Regions from separate parts of the Mus musculus genome. Here region 1 is linked to region 2. A link is a contact called in public HiCAR-type data. All regions are on one chromosome and are shown on one strand. The core of a region is the stretch at or near the end of the contact, and the rest is flanking DNA. Distances in the headings are between cores, read along the strand shown. Region 1 holds the start of Cox8b (cytochrome c oxidase subunit 8B). Region 2 holds the start of Cfap46 (cilia and flagella associated protein 46).

What was found. HiCAR-type assays count read pairs that join an accessible place to other places.
Region 1: a HiCAR-type map of astrocytes shows a contact between it and region 2, with 4 times the contacts expected there. The contact joins the promoter of Cox8b here to the promoter of Cfap46 in region 2. A contact is called at or near these places in 2 of 39 promoter capture datasets (hippocampal neurons and stem cell-derived epiblast-like cells) and 2 of 115 datasets of contacts at active chromatin or transcription factors (astrocytes and pancreatic cancer cells).

Annotation. Positions count from the first base shown.
Region 1 is chr7:140,895,323-140,902,074 of GRCm38.p6, reverse strand. Cox8b (cytochrome c oxidase subunit 8B) reads left to right here and starts at 1,629. Exons shown (of 2, transcript NM_007751.3): 1 at 1,629-1,843; 2 at 2,986-3,133. The coding sequence starts at 1,733. The coding sequence ends at 3,087. It overlaps Psmd13 (proteasome (prosome, macropain) 26S subunit, non-ATPase, 13), which reads right to left. Exons shown (of 13, transcript NM_011875.4): 11 at 4,578-4,658; 12 at 4,351-4,467; 13 at 3,433-3,882. The coding sequence ends at 3,787.
Region 2 is chr7:139,679,466-139,687,051 of GRCm38.p6, reverse strand. Cfap46 (cilia and flagella associated protein 46) reads left to right here and starts at 3,237. Exons shown (of 59, transcript NM_001302546.1): 1 at 3,237-3,330; 2 at 3,582-3,706; 3 at 3,917-4,048; 4 at 4,507-4,571; 5 at 6,066-6,230; 6 at 7,036-7,159. The coding sequence starts at 3,282. It overlaps Gm32680 (a long non-coding RNA gene), which reads right to left and starts at 2,998. Exons shown (of 3, transcript XR_389968.2): 1 at 2,913-2,998; 2 at 1,025-1,171; 3 at 310-696.

The DNA.
Region 1 (6,752 bases), core at 380-2,879, 1.2 Mb before region 2:
AAGGGTGGTGACCTGGCTAACTTTAGGGGTGCATACAATGGCCAAGGACAAGGCTAAATGCCCCGTGACCACATTTCCCATCTTGGGCTCACACCAATATTGTCTGAAAGCAACTATGGGGCATATTGGGCTGTGGCCTTTACCAGCCATGACAATTCCTTCTGATAATGAAACATTTTCCCTGAAGATAACCCAGCTTTTATTACCTAGTCTAGGTTAGGCCTGGTATATGATACAGTGTATGATCATCCATACATCCTTACATCTTCTTGCCCAACTGACTACCCACGCACTTATCATCCATACATCCTGACTGCCTACCTCGATGAACATCCTGCTAAACCAGAAACTGCTCTAAGTCCTAAAGACTCAGCGGAGAACGTGGAGGTCCTACCCCTCACAAACCTTCTCCACTAGTCAAGGGAGCACATGGCGGAGCAAGATACACTTCAGACGCCATTTGTGACCTGAACAGATATGAGAGAATAGAAGGGGGTGACCAGTAAAAAGCGCTAGTTGTGTGCTGACAGTGTTATGGATGCCAGTCAGGCCTCGGAGGCTGTGGGGAGACAGTGCATGCAGCCCGTGGGAGGAGGCAGATCATAGGCAGTTATGTAGGCTGCTTTACAAGAATTGTCTGAGGCAATGTGTAGAATCCAAAGTAGAAGTGTTTGAGGTTAAAGTTTGGGAAGACAGGGAGCAAATCTCTGGGCTGTGGTGCTACTGGTGTGTTGGAAGTGGAGTATAAATTCCAGAGCAAATAAGAGACTGCTGCTGGAGAAGGACAGAACTTGGCCCTGAGGTGGGCAGAGCCTTTGGTGGTTAGTCTGTCCCGATCACAGTCGGTCTCAGGTGACTGAGAAGCAGGCAGTGCTAAAGCACAGGCGGTCCAGGGCCAGGAGGTCTGAGCCAGGAGGTCTGGAAAGACCAGATGGAGACCCAAGAGCCTGAGGCTGACCCGAGGTCAGGAAGAGACTGAATGAGACAGAAGGACACCCAGCAACTGAGCAAGGCTGACAGTGCGGGGAAACTGCCCTTTGCGTTTGGTAGGAATCAGCTGGGATAAGAGGACAGCTGCCTGGGGACAGAGGAGAGGGGCCCATGGGAGGGAGAGTGGGGTCTGCAGGGTGACAGTCTTCCAGGGAGCAGGATAACACAGCACTAACACAAGTCTGGGGAGAAACGGACAGCACACTATCTGTAGAGGCCTGGGTGCTGGGGCTCACCCAGCCTGGTGCCTTGACTGGGGACAAGGGTCTGACCCCAGACATAGTTCCTGCCCACAGCTGACACTCAGAACGTGCCTGGTCTACACTCTACTTCTGTTCCTTTGCAGCAACCAGGTCGCAGGACTTCAATGCAGGCTCTGTATGTATTGTTTGGTTGATACCCCAAGAGTTAAGGTTTATTTTTTTAAAGTATACCACATCTCTTGCATTTTAAAGTCTGACTTTCCTGGGTTTGTCCCATTGAAGTCTCTCTCTGCAAAGAAGTAAATCTTGTATGGAAGGGCCCTACACGTTGAGGGGCTCACAGCAGGCTCACAGGACAGACTGGCTCTCTCCCAGTTACCAGCAGCCACCTTTCTGCCAAGTCTTGTGACAGGAGACAGCTGCAGCTCTCCACCCCAGCTATAAAAAGCCCCAGCTGGCTACCTAAGTGGTCAGAGGACGTGCAGCGGACATTCAGGGTGCCTCTTTGGGGCCAAGGAAGGAGTGCGACCCCGAGAATCATGCCAAGGCTCCCCCCTATCCTGCGGCTGCTCCAAGCGCCTGCGAAGTTCACAGTGGTTCCCAAAGCCCATGTCTCTGCCAAGCCAGCCAAAACTCCCACTTCCGCCGTGGTAAGTAACTTCTGAGGCGGCATTCCCTGGGCTTCAGGGCAACAGGGAAGATTAAAGTGATAAAGGAGAGGGGAGGACGTGGTGCTAGGTATCAGGGTTTTATGCAAGACCGTGTCTGGGTGCCAGAAGAGGGCTCTGGCACCACTGCCTGTGGGCCAGGCTCTCAGGGGCTACAAATGGTGGGGTGGGGACTGTCCTCGGGCCTCTCATACCTCTGGCCAAGGTCGACAGTGACAGAACTAGGGGGCAGAGTTCAAGTAGGATACAGGACTCCTATCAGGATGTTTTTATTCCACTATTAAGGGGAAAGGTGGGCTGCTCTGAGGGGGAACTAAAATAGTAGCAAACCTGATAAAACTGGACATATAAAGTGTGTCTACCTCACATATATAAAACACCCAGGTCCTGCGGTCACACACAGAGCTACTCAGCCCAGACTAAGATCCCCATTCTATGCCAAATTTGCTTGAACTCAGGACTGAGGTCAACAGGAAGGACTGGTTTCCGAATGAAGTACTGACAGCGTTAGGAAGACCTGGGCGCAGGCCCTATTTAGAGGGAACTCGGGGTGTCCGTGCAGTTGATACCTCAGAATCTGCTTCTCTACCTAAAGCTACTGAGAAGACAGAGCGCCTGATGGGGGTCACCACTGCTCACGAGACACACAAGGCAGGCGTCTGACCTTACCCGGTTGGCTTCTGAATGGGACTGGTTTCTGAGAAAGGCCCAGTGTTTGTTTATAACAATGGAAACCTTAGCTGTTCTGCATAGCACCCTGGAACCTAAGACCCGACAGGAGCTGAGTGAACCTCTGCCTTACTGGGAGCTGCTTCAGCTAGGCAGGATCTTGGGCTCTGAAGCCCAAGGCTGTTTCTCCTGATTTCTGAGGTCATTCTCCCTGCTAAGGGCTCCAGGCTGCCAAGCTCGGACACAGCAGAGCCTGCCTGCTCACAAGCCTGCCTAGAGAAGCCGAAGGCAAATGGGGACTATGGCTGCCAACAGAGAGGAAGAGCAAGGGAGTAATCCCCAGCTGGAGGGATGCTCCTGCCCCAGGAGTCTAAGAACAGGGAAGTTACCCTGGCCCATGGCCAGGCCTAAACCTTCTAGTGGCCAGTGGACTCATGTTTGCTTTCTTTCCACAGGAGCAGGCTGTGGGGATCTCAGCCATAGTCGTTGGCTTCATGGTTCCAGCAGGATGGGTCTTAGCCCACTTGGAGAGCTATAAAAAGAGCTCCGCAGCATGAAGTTGCACATCCCTGAGAGATTTCATTAAACATGTCCATCTGCCTACTGCTCGTGCAGATTCTTGAGCGCGGCACTCCTAATATCCGGTGCCTTAGTGATGCTGGGTGGTGAGTGTGGATGCCTGAGTCTGAGAATGCTCTGAAGACGACTGCAAAAAGGAACTAATGCCTCCCTGTCTGACAATACAGAACTTACTTCTTTGGTGGTGGTCCTGTGCATGGTGATAGGGGAGGAGTAAGGCAAGTCCCCACCGACCCTGAGTCCCAGCGTACATGCTCATTTCTTTTTTCTTTCAGACACAGGATTGGCTAAGGAGCTAAGGCAAAGAACAGAAGCACCAAGAGAACAATGCCAAGGCATTTATTAGAGCAGCACTCAGACCACACTGGACAAAGTCCACTCAGGTGGAGCTGGGTGGAGACTACCCTGTCCCCATTCCCATTCGTGCCCTTTCTCATCACCTAGGCCTGGAGCCCCCCTTCCCACCCCTTGCAGGCTACAAAAGACCCCACACAGGAGCCTTCTCCAAGTAGTCACCCCCCCACCAGCGACAGTTCTCTGCTTTTATAGCAAGAACAGTTCCCACTCCGAGCAGGATCCTAAACTCCATCCCAAGTGAATACAGATCTCTGCTGATGGTTTCGGGGGCCACAGAATTGCCTTGCAAGGTGCGGCAGGGTCTGCAGGACACCGGGGCACTAGGTGAGGATGTCCTGAGCCTGGTGTTCCACCAGCATCTCCATGCTCTTCACATCAGTGCACCAAAGCTCCAGACGGTCCTTCATCCCCTTGATCTAAAGGCAAATCGGGATCACATGGGTATCAGCTGCAAGGGAGTCTGGGAGGGCTGAGCCTCTAGTTCTTTTCTGGGAAAAGCTAAGGGCAATGGAGCTGAAGGTGGAGGTGTGTAATGGAGTCACTGTGCCAAATCTGATCACGAGGACATTCTAAAATCTCCCATGAAAGAAAAAAGAATGAGGAAAGCACAGGATTAAATGTCCGGGAAACATGATAGGGCATGGGATCAAGTCACAAAACCAGGAACACGTCTGCTGGAGCAGCAATTTCAGGATTAGGAGGCATCAGCAGCGCAGCCAGCCTGGAAGTGCAGGGCGCAGACCTCAGAGGGCTGCTTTGCTAGGCCTCCACAGCAGTAATCCCACCTTGTGTGCGACAGCGTCCGCTTCCTAAATGGCTTCTGTCCACATAAAACTAGGACAGCATTGGTAAACCCGCAAAGGGCAGGGGCCCAGCCCCCTTACCTGCTGCAAATCCAGCACTCGCGGCTGCACCCACGTCATGTGAACCCGCTTGTCCACCTCGTCTATGCTGCCTCTCACCAGCCCCACCGAGAGTGCCTTCATCACCAGCAACTCCACCTGTGCAGGGGGCTTCATGAGACACGCTGGGAGCACAGTGCTCGCTGAGGCCAGACCTCTGCCAGAGGTGTGGTAGCACTGCTGCTGTGACCCGAGTCCCAGAACCATACCTTGTTGACAGTGATTTTGGCACTTTTGGCAATTTCTTCAAAAGTGAGTTGTCTGTGGTTGGCAGGCCGTGTGAAAGTCATCTGAAAAACAAAACTATTTTTCTAAGCAAAAGCGGTCAGAAAATTGTTTAATTTTTTTTTTTTGGTCAGAGCTGGAGATATGGCTCAGTGGTTAAGAGCACTGGCTCTTCTTCCAAAGGATTCAGGTTCAATTCCAGCACCCACATGGCAGTTCCCAACCCTCATGCAAACATACATGCCATACATGCAGACAAAACATCCATGTATGTGAAACAAAAGTAAGTCATTAAAAAGAGGTTCCAGTTTCTGGCTGTTACGAACAGAACTGAGCAAGTGTTTTCTTCCTTCCTTCCTTCCTTCCTTCCTTCCTTTCTAAAAAGATGTATGTATGTATGTATGTATGTATGTATGTATGTGTGTATGTGTGTATGTGTGTGTGTGTATGTATGTATGTATGTGAGTATGTATGTATGTATGTGAGTACACTGTATGTATGTATGTATGTGTGTGTGTGTATGTGTATGTATGTATGTATGTATGTATGTATGTGAGTACACTGTAGCTGTACAGATGGCTGTGAGCCTTCATGTGGTGGTTGGGAATTGAAGATTTTTAGGACCTCTGCTCATTCTGGTTGGCCCTGCTTGCTCTGGCCCAAAGATTTATTTATTATTATACATAAGTACACTGTAGCTCATCAGATGCGCCAGAAGAGGGCATCAGATCTCATTGCGGGTGGTTGTGAGTCACCATGTGATTCCTGGGATTTGAACTCATGACATGACCTTCCAAAGAGCAGTCAGTGCTATTACCCGCTGAGCCATCTTGCCAGCCCCTGAGCAAGTGTTCTTGTGGCATGATGGACGGGTGTGGAGAGTGGGGATGGGAATAGGAAGTGGGAAGGATGGAGGGAGAGAGAACTGGGAGATAAACTGGAATCAGGGCATCTATGGGATGAGCTGGACGCCTAAGGCAATGGGAATATGCAGGAGTTGATGCGTGAACCTAGGGACCTAGCAATGGGGGATGCGGGCTGAGCCAAAGTCTCCTGCAACCAGGCCAGACTTAGTGGCGGGACTGGGACACCAACCCAGCTACAATATCCTTGACCTACAATTTGTCCTGCCTACAAGACGTGCAGGGGTTAAGGTGGCACAGAAATTATGGGAGCAGAATTCCTAATGATTGTCTGTTATACTCATAGATTGCCGTCTAGCCCAACAGTCAATGCACCCAGCAACTGATGGAAACAGATGCAGAGACCCACAGCCAAATATTAGGTAGAACCTGGGCAAATCCCAAGGAAAAGGGTGGGGAAAACCCACAAATCACGCAACCCGAGCCCACAGGGGCTCACAGAGACTGACCTGCTGACCAGGAAGCCTGAGAGGGGCTGGCCTAGGCCCTATGCATATGTTCCAGTTGTGTAGCTTGGTCTTCCTGTAGGGTTGCTAACAGAGGGAGCAGGAGCTGTCTCCGACTCTGCTGCCTGCCTCTGGGCTCTTTCCCCTTCTGTGTTACCTCATCAGGCCTTAAAGAAGGGGAGTACTAGCCTTATACAATCTGATCTGCAATGGCTAACTGAGAGCCACTGAGGCCGGCCCTTTTCTGAAGAGGGAGGAGGAGTGGATGAGGTGCGGGCTGGGAGACGGAAAGTAAGGGGGAGACCTGGGAGGGGGAACTGAAGTTTGGATAGAAAATAAACAAAATTAAAAAAAAAAAAATTTTTTTTTTGGTCAGAAGTTGTGGTTGTTCTGTGGGAGCTTGGCTGCCTCTAATCCCAGTACTCAAGAGGCAGAGACAGGCAGATCTCTGTGAGTTCAAGACCAGCCTGGTTCATAGCAAATTCCAGGCTATGGTCAGGATAACATAGTGAGAGGCTGTCTTGCTTAAAAAAAATTCTGGCTGGGCAGTGGTGGCATACACCTTTAATCCCAGCACTTGGGAGGCAGAGGCAGGCCGGATTTCTGAGTTCGAGGCCAGCCTGGTCTACAGAGTGAGTTCCAGGACAGCCAGAGCTATACAGAGAAACCCTGTCTCTAAAAACCAAAAAAAAAAAAAAAAAGAAAAGAAAAAAGAAAAAAAATATAGATTGTCTTATTAGTCCCATATTCAAGTATTCAAGTTTTCTTTTTTTTTTTTTTTCCCCTCCCA
Region 2 (7,586 bases), core at 1,988-4,487:
GACACCCAGCTGTGTCTAGAAGGGGTAGGAATGTGCCCTTGGTGGACGAAAATGACATTTCCAATCAGAAAGGCTGACGATACTGAGCTCAACTGCCCGGTAGGGTCTTAAGGACTTCCTGCCATGGGTGGGGGCCAGTGGCACCTGGGCATCTGAGACTCAGAAGGGAGTATGAAGAACAACTTGAATAAAAGCCAGCAAACCCCAATCTCAGGTGGCCCCACCTCAGAAGAGCCTCACACGAGGGTCTCTGCGGTCAGCCAGGAGACAGAGCTCGGTCTCCAGCACTTCTACAGACAAAGAGCAGCGGGTGACATCTGCTAGATGAGGGAGTAAGTTTCAGAGATAGCATCATGAACTCCATAGTATCACACTCTTGGAGTCAGGGGCCTGAGTGGCCTTGGCAAAATGAAACACATCTAGCAAGAAAAAAATATTTTGTGTCACATTCTTCATATTTATAGCTACTATGTAACCAGGAAAAATGAGTTTTAATATTTAATGTGTTTGGATTTGGGAACACAGGGCTACATAATGTTTGAGCGATGTTTACTCGGTGGAAGTAAATATCTTTATATTTACTGCTCTATACGCACTACAGAGAACCTTTACAAATAAAGATCCACGTCAGCATTGTCATTGGAGTGGAGAGACGCAAGGTTGCTACTTCCAAGGTGGAATACTGCTCTGGGAACCCTTGAAAAACATATATGACATTTACGTTTCAGAATTATATCAGGCATACTCAATTTTATTACACACCCCCACACAGATGGTTGAGATTTCCCACCTCATGAAAGTGCAAACGAGACCCATATTCAATGAAACCCACACTGCAGAATTGAATTTCAATATCCTCTCGGGTTGGCCATATGAAAGATAAAACTCCCATGATACAGGACAGTAGCTGGAGCCATGAAACCCCCGCCCCTGCCCCCACCCCCAGTAAACCCCATGTATGTGCTCTCCACCCTAACAGACTCTTGCCCTAAGCACCCTCAAGTTCTGGAAAGTAAGAAAGTACCTCAAAACTTCCTGTGGTAGACATCTCACCCCTGGATCCCCTGACCCCCATGATCTGCCCAGGCCTAGGAGGAGCCCCAGTTCTGTTGCACCTCCTTCCAGGTGGAGTTCCTTACTGGAACTCAGGGGCTTTGTGTTTTCTTTGGTTCTATCATGGAAGAAAAAAAAAATGAACATAAACCAAGATGTCTCTGGCTAAAAGGCCTGGTGAACGTGTACCACCTGCGTCCAGCACCAAGCCAGGGGGGAAACTTCACCATCAATTTCTCTGACAGTAGGTCTGAGCATAACAGCCCAGCCTCTCAGTGAGAAACCTTTATGGCTCTCTCCAACATTCTCACACAACACACACACACACACACACACACACACACACACACACACACACCAGATGCCCACTGTTCCACATTGCCAGAACTCATCATGGATTGTTGCCTGCAGGGTCATTCTTTATTGCTTAGCCACAGCCCCTTGTGTGACCAACCATCTTTATTGAGGTCTTTGTTGGCTATCTGGGTCACTGAGCCTTGGGCTATCTTGAACAAAGCAGCCATGAACTAACTTCCTCTCCCTCTCCCTCCCCCCTCTCTCTCTCTCTTCTCCCTCCTCCTCCTCCCCCCTCCCTCCCTCCCTTGGTCTCTAGAACTTCAAAGGGTACTCATTATAAGAGGAGAATTTCTGGGTCATGAGTCAAGTACATGCCTCAGTTTACTTAGAGCTCCCAGTTTTTCGGTGATTGTCACTTTATCCCCACCAGCTGTGTGGCACATGCAGCTGTTTGTCCCCACCAGGACCTCTATCATCAGGCTTCTTGATTTTAGCTGCACTAATGGGTTTGAATGTGGGAGGCATTTCTTTGTGTTGTTTCTCTGATTACTGGCAACGGTGGCGGCTGCACTCATTCCCTGCTCACTGGGTAGTCAAGTAGCTCACGTTGTCAAGTGTCTATCCAAGTCTTTGGCATCTTCTAAAACTTGCCTGTGATTTATCCATTGAACTCTTATATAATCTAGACACAGGTCTTGTATTAGATTTTATTATGAATGTTTTCTTCTAACCTGTAGTCTACCTTTTCATTTTCCTAACAGCTTCTTTCAAAAGATCAGAAGACTCTACTTCTGAGGAAAGATTTTATCTGTTTCTCCCTCTGTGGTTTTTTAGTTTGCGCCTGCTAAGGTCTCACGGGCTCATGTGCTGACTCATAGTCCCAGCAGGTGGCGCTATTTCGAGAGGTTCGGTATTCTTTAAGAGGTGGTGTCTGGCTAGAGGAAGTAGGTCACTGGGGGCGTGGCCTTGGGGACTGCGGCTTTTTCCCTTAGATCTTGTATACACGTTTGTCCTTCTGCACGCCGTTCTAAACGCTCATTTAGGATACTAGAGTCAGCTTTGTCTTTGCCTATACGCCTGCTAACCTGCTGCCCACCTGCTGCCCCGGGGATCTCCATCATTGCCCACCGACCACTGCTTCTCAGCTGATGAAGCGCAGCTCCTCCTGCAGCTCCGGGCTCTGCCCCAGCTTGGACCTCCAAGACTACTATGTCTTAATGAAAGTCATCTCTAAGAGTGATCCTCGAACAAGGGCTCTAGAGCGTTTGTGGCGTCCCCCCACCCCACCCCCCGCATCCTTCCTGATCCCAGAACTGCTCCAATTCCAAGGCTTCTTGCCCAGGCAGCAGCTACAGGCGGGTCTACTCAGTCTTCACTCCTCAGATCCCTTAGATAATGTCACACATGTAGACCCGCCACAGGTGGCCCTTGCAGATAGAAAGGGGCACGCTTTCTGAGGCTGGCAACTTCCCTGTCCGACTGGTACCCAGCAGCCCACCTTCCTGCTCTGGTAGGCATCTTCTGTTAGATCTTTTTCCTGCATCCGTCCAGCCCGCGCTTACCGGAGCAGGGAGGTTTTGTGGAGTTCCCTTGTCTTTCTGTGCCGCAACAGAGCAGGACACAGAAACATGGGTGGATGGATGGGAGGTGAGCGCAGCCTGGCAAGGAAAGTGAAGACAGCATGGTATGGGTGCCCTGGGTGCCAATTCAACACTCAAGAGTTCTTGACCTGGCCTCACTCGGTGTCCATCAGTTCCGCTCCGCCTGCTTCTTGTCTACTTCCCCGCCCCCTTCCCCTCCCTACTCCCAGCGTCACGGACTCCTCAAGTGTAGCCCCGCCCCGAGCTCCCGCGTCCTTGGTCTGGGCCCCGTCTCTAGGCAACCGCTACTGGTCCAGCAGTGGAGCTGTATAGTTGAGGGCCTCCAGGGCCATGGACCTGATCATAACGCAGGAACTGGCCCGTGCCCGGAATCAACAAGGTGGGTCTCACTCTAACTTTGCTGATGGGAACCCCTTGACCTAAGTAGAGTGGCACAAAAGTCCGTGATGCGATGCGGTGGATACAGTTGTTGAACCCTGGCCTAGTCGCTGAGTGGGGATGGTTGAAAGCAACCTGGCCAGGAATTCAGACCCATATTTCTGTGCCAGAGGAAGGCTCTTCCAGGGACTGTGGACTGTGTCTCTCTGACATACCTATGCTGGGCCCCTCTGCTGATCCTCTGCCCGATAGATGCAACTGCCCTGCGAAGAGCTTATGAACTGATCAAGTCTGCAAACCTGGGAAAGTCGGAGCTTGACCCCACAGAGAGCTTCAGCCCGGACCTGTTTGTGCTGTGTGCAGAGCAGGCACTCAAGGTGAAGCCCTTGAGTGACTGGCTGTCACTGGCACACAATGAACCTGTCCCCACCTTCACATCTTTGGGTGTAAACGGCACAGGGTTAGGGTGGATGGGACATTTGATGAGTGTTGTGAGTATAGAAATGACCAAGCTAGCCTCACCAGTGACCCAGAGCGCCTTCATCCTGGGCATCTTCCTTCCTCTTCCTGGCTTCAATCTCCTACAGATGAAAGAGCCTGAGATAAGCGAAGACTGCATCCAGATGTACTTCAAAGTGAAGGCGCCAATCACTCAGTTTTTGGGCCGAGCGCACCTGTGCAGGGCCCAGCTTTGTGCCCCACAGTCAGAGGAAAATGTGGTAAGACTACCCCTCTCCACTTCTCACCCCACCTCCAGGGATGGCAGCAAGGCAGGTCTTAGAGAAGCTTTAAAGCAAAATGGGACTGAGGAACCAGAGTCTCCTTCACAGTGATGCAAAAAACATCGGCAGTTCCCATTTGTGCTTTTCTCTCCGCTCGGTACTCGCCAGGTGCCTGACATGAGTCCATATGACCTCCCACCTCTGCAAGGGGGTGCTATGACCTTTCTGTCTTCTCTCCCCCAAAGCCCTTCCTGGGCTGGGCAGAGCGGGAGGTGGGAGAGTCTGGAACCCACAGGCACAGCCAGCTGTGGTTGCTCAAGGGTCTTCGCTGTCCCCGGACTGTGCATAAGCTGGGGTGAAAACCAGTTTGCATTGGATGCCAGGAATGAAGATGAGCAGCAGTGGGTGCTGGGGTGGCTAGTTGGCTCACCTGGGTATTCTTTGTGCTGTCTTAGGAAGAATTTGAAAATTGCGTGACACAGTACATGAAGGCCATAAACTTTGCAAAAGGAGAACCGAGGTAGGTATGCTGAACTGTCTGTCTGCTTCTACTTGATTGCATAAGACTCTGGTGCCCACAGAAGCAAGCGATGTCATTTCTCTTTCTGACATCCATCCCTTCTCCTTTCTGTTTTGTGCTTGTAACGAATGGAGTTATGACACAGGCTTGTCTTACTAGCTGGGAAGGCCAGCCATACCCATGCAGACTTCCTATGCTGTGCTTGCTCAGGGCTCACTGAGATTTGTAGATGGCTCTCAAAGTGTTTTCTCGGTGGCCTCCTTCCCAACCTGTCCCCCAGAACTCCTTGTTCCTGGCTTTTGGGTCTCTCTGAAGGGAGAAGGGCACGCTTCAGGTTCTTCTGTGGAGACTGTAGTCCGCTGGCCCTGAGCCAAGGCTTCCTGGCTGCAGCCACGACTCTAGCACCGCTTTTTAGATGGTGGTTGTCTTTTTTTTTTTCCCTACCCAAACCCAAATTCGATTGTTGAAATGGTTAAGTTGGCATACACTGGCATTGGCACACATGCAGTGGGACCCAACATTAGCAGTAGCTTTTGCTCATCCCGCCCATGCCCACTGCTCATTGGTTGATATCCTTATCAAGTTACTGAATGCATAGGCACAAGGGTCCAAGGTGCAGCCCTACAAGCCTGGATGAGCCACCCCAGCACCCACTGCTGCTCCCTCCCTCCAAGAGTCAGAAGCCCGTGCTACACCAGAGATCTTAGCACAGTGAATGTTTTCAAATAGATCCATCCAGTTCCTAGCCATGTCCCACTGCAAGGGTCTTGGAGACAGTTATAAATGGGCCCGACAGGTGACTGGGAATCACTGGTCCGGCAGTTGGCCATTTGGTTTCTCTCCCTCCTTCCTGGATAATGAGCAGCAATGACCTGTCCAGTAACCAACCAGTAATAGAATGTCAAGCCTGTCCACTCCAGAAAGCAGCTTTATAGTAAGAAAGTGCCCTGTGTGACTCCCTCAGGTGATGACCTGCCACTCAGAGGAAGATGCTGGGAGGTAGCTCTCATACATCTTCAACACCCTTCTCAAGAGCTTATGATCGGACATGGAGTTTGTCCTACAGTCCCTCACTTCCACTGCAACACACTCATCTGTCTGACTGACCATCTTTTGCCTACTCAGCTCCTGGCTGATTCTTGGACTTCTTCCAGGTCACAGTCAGATGCCACCTCCTCCAGGAAGCCTTCCATGTTCTTTCCTCCCTTGCTTCTGACTGTATTTTCATAGGGTGTGGTTAGTTGTGGAATGACTGAACCTAGCCCAGCCGTGTCATCACCACTGTGAGTGAGACAGCCATTGCTCGTGTGGGAAAGGGCTGTCGGGGTGGCTCTGCATCCTGGTGCCGATGCAGATTGGTGAGGAGTACCCTAAATGAGGTGCCTGCGTCTGATGGTGATTGGACACACCTTCACTCCCCTCCTGAATGGGTCCAGGAACCCGGATACCCCCAGCCCTGTGCCTCCAACATTCTGATTTCTACTCCTGACCCAGGTATTACTTCTTGGTGTTCAATGCTTCTGTCCTCTACTGGAACATGGTGCGGCCCTTCCTGAAGCCTGGATACCACCACCTCGTGATTCCCAGCCTCTCCCAAATCATCACTGTGTTAAATCAGACAGAAGAGGAGGACAAGGAGTGGCGGGCAGAGCTGATGCTGTGAGTGGGGTGGCAGCCCTAACAGCCCTGATGAGTCCCTGATTACGATTCACATAGACCTCTCTCTCTCTTCCAAGGTAGGGCTTGGGTTTCTGACTTGTCAGCGGGTTCTTCCTAGAAATCTATGGATATTGCCACACGCCTTAAAGACACATCGGGATTCAAAGCAAAGGAAATAATGACACAGCCCTTACTCCTGGTCCATGCTTCTTAAAACATTAGTGTAGTGGGGTTTGGTTGTGGGTTTGCTTTTGGTAGGCACTTTGGCAAATAGCTATGCCAATATGAGCATCACACCTGGGTTCCCAGATACCTGGGCATGGGAGCTCTGGGCTTGCTGCTTGAAAGCCACAGACTATCAGCAAATTCTAAAGAGGGGGTCTCTCACAGGTTTTGTGAGGATCTTGCTACAAACAAGAGACCGGGTGGATTTTGTCAATGTGAATTCCAGCATCAAAGATGCCAGTTCAAGTCCAGACCTCAGCCTACCGGCTTGGGGACCTGCTTGTGGCTATTTGGAAAACCTCTAAGAGGAAGTTGATGTAAATGAGATGTTCCTTCAAAGTATCGACTGGAAATGTTCTTAATTAAAGTGCTGATAGCTGTCTGTGCCATCAGCAGGAATTTCTCCCACTCCTGCTGGCTTTGCACTGAGCGGTGGATCCTGGCGTGTGCCGTGAGCTTCCCTGGGAAGCTCCGGAAAGTTTGCAAACTACAGTTTGCCAAAGCCTGAGGACCTAGTTACTGGAGATTTGCAACAAAAGAGCTCTGAGAATGCTAATGTCTGTTGTTTTCTGATGTCCAGAGAACTGCTTGAATGTTACCTGCAAGCCGGAAGAAAGGAGGATGCTACCAAGTTCTGCTTGACAGCAGCGCCATTCGTCAGAACCCAGGTGCCCCACAAGTACCGGCAGATGTTCTCAACCATGGTAAATAGACACTTTGACAAGAGAGGCAATAACTAGCTTTGTTAAAAGTCATTTTCTAGGAACTATGCACAAAACAGTAATAATCCCACTTACAGAGGAAGGCAGGAGCTTACACATGTGTGGACAAAGCAAAAACAATGAAAAGAACAGGCAAACCCTCCTGTGTGAAAAAGCAACATCTGTTCATTACTGTGCTTAAATAATCCTGTAATAGCATCAGCTTTTTAAAACACTAACAGAGAATTTATGAAACTAAGTATTTGCTATAGCACCATATCTCAAGTGTCTACAACTTGGTGATTTGTATATTTAAGAATTTTTATTATTTACATATAAAAATGTATAGAACTTAATTATTGAGAGTTTGCCTTAGTTTCAAATACTAATTTTATGGGAGGGGTTAAATAATATCTGGACACAACATCTG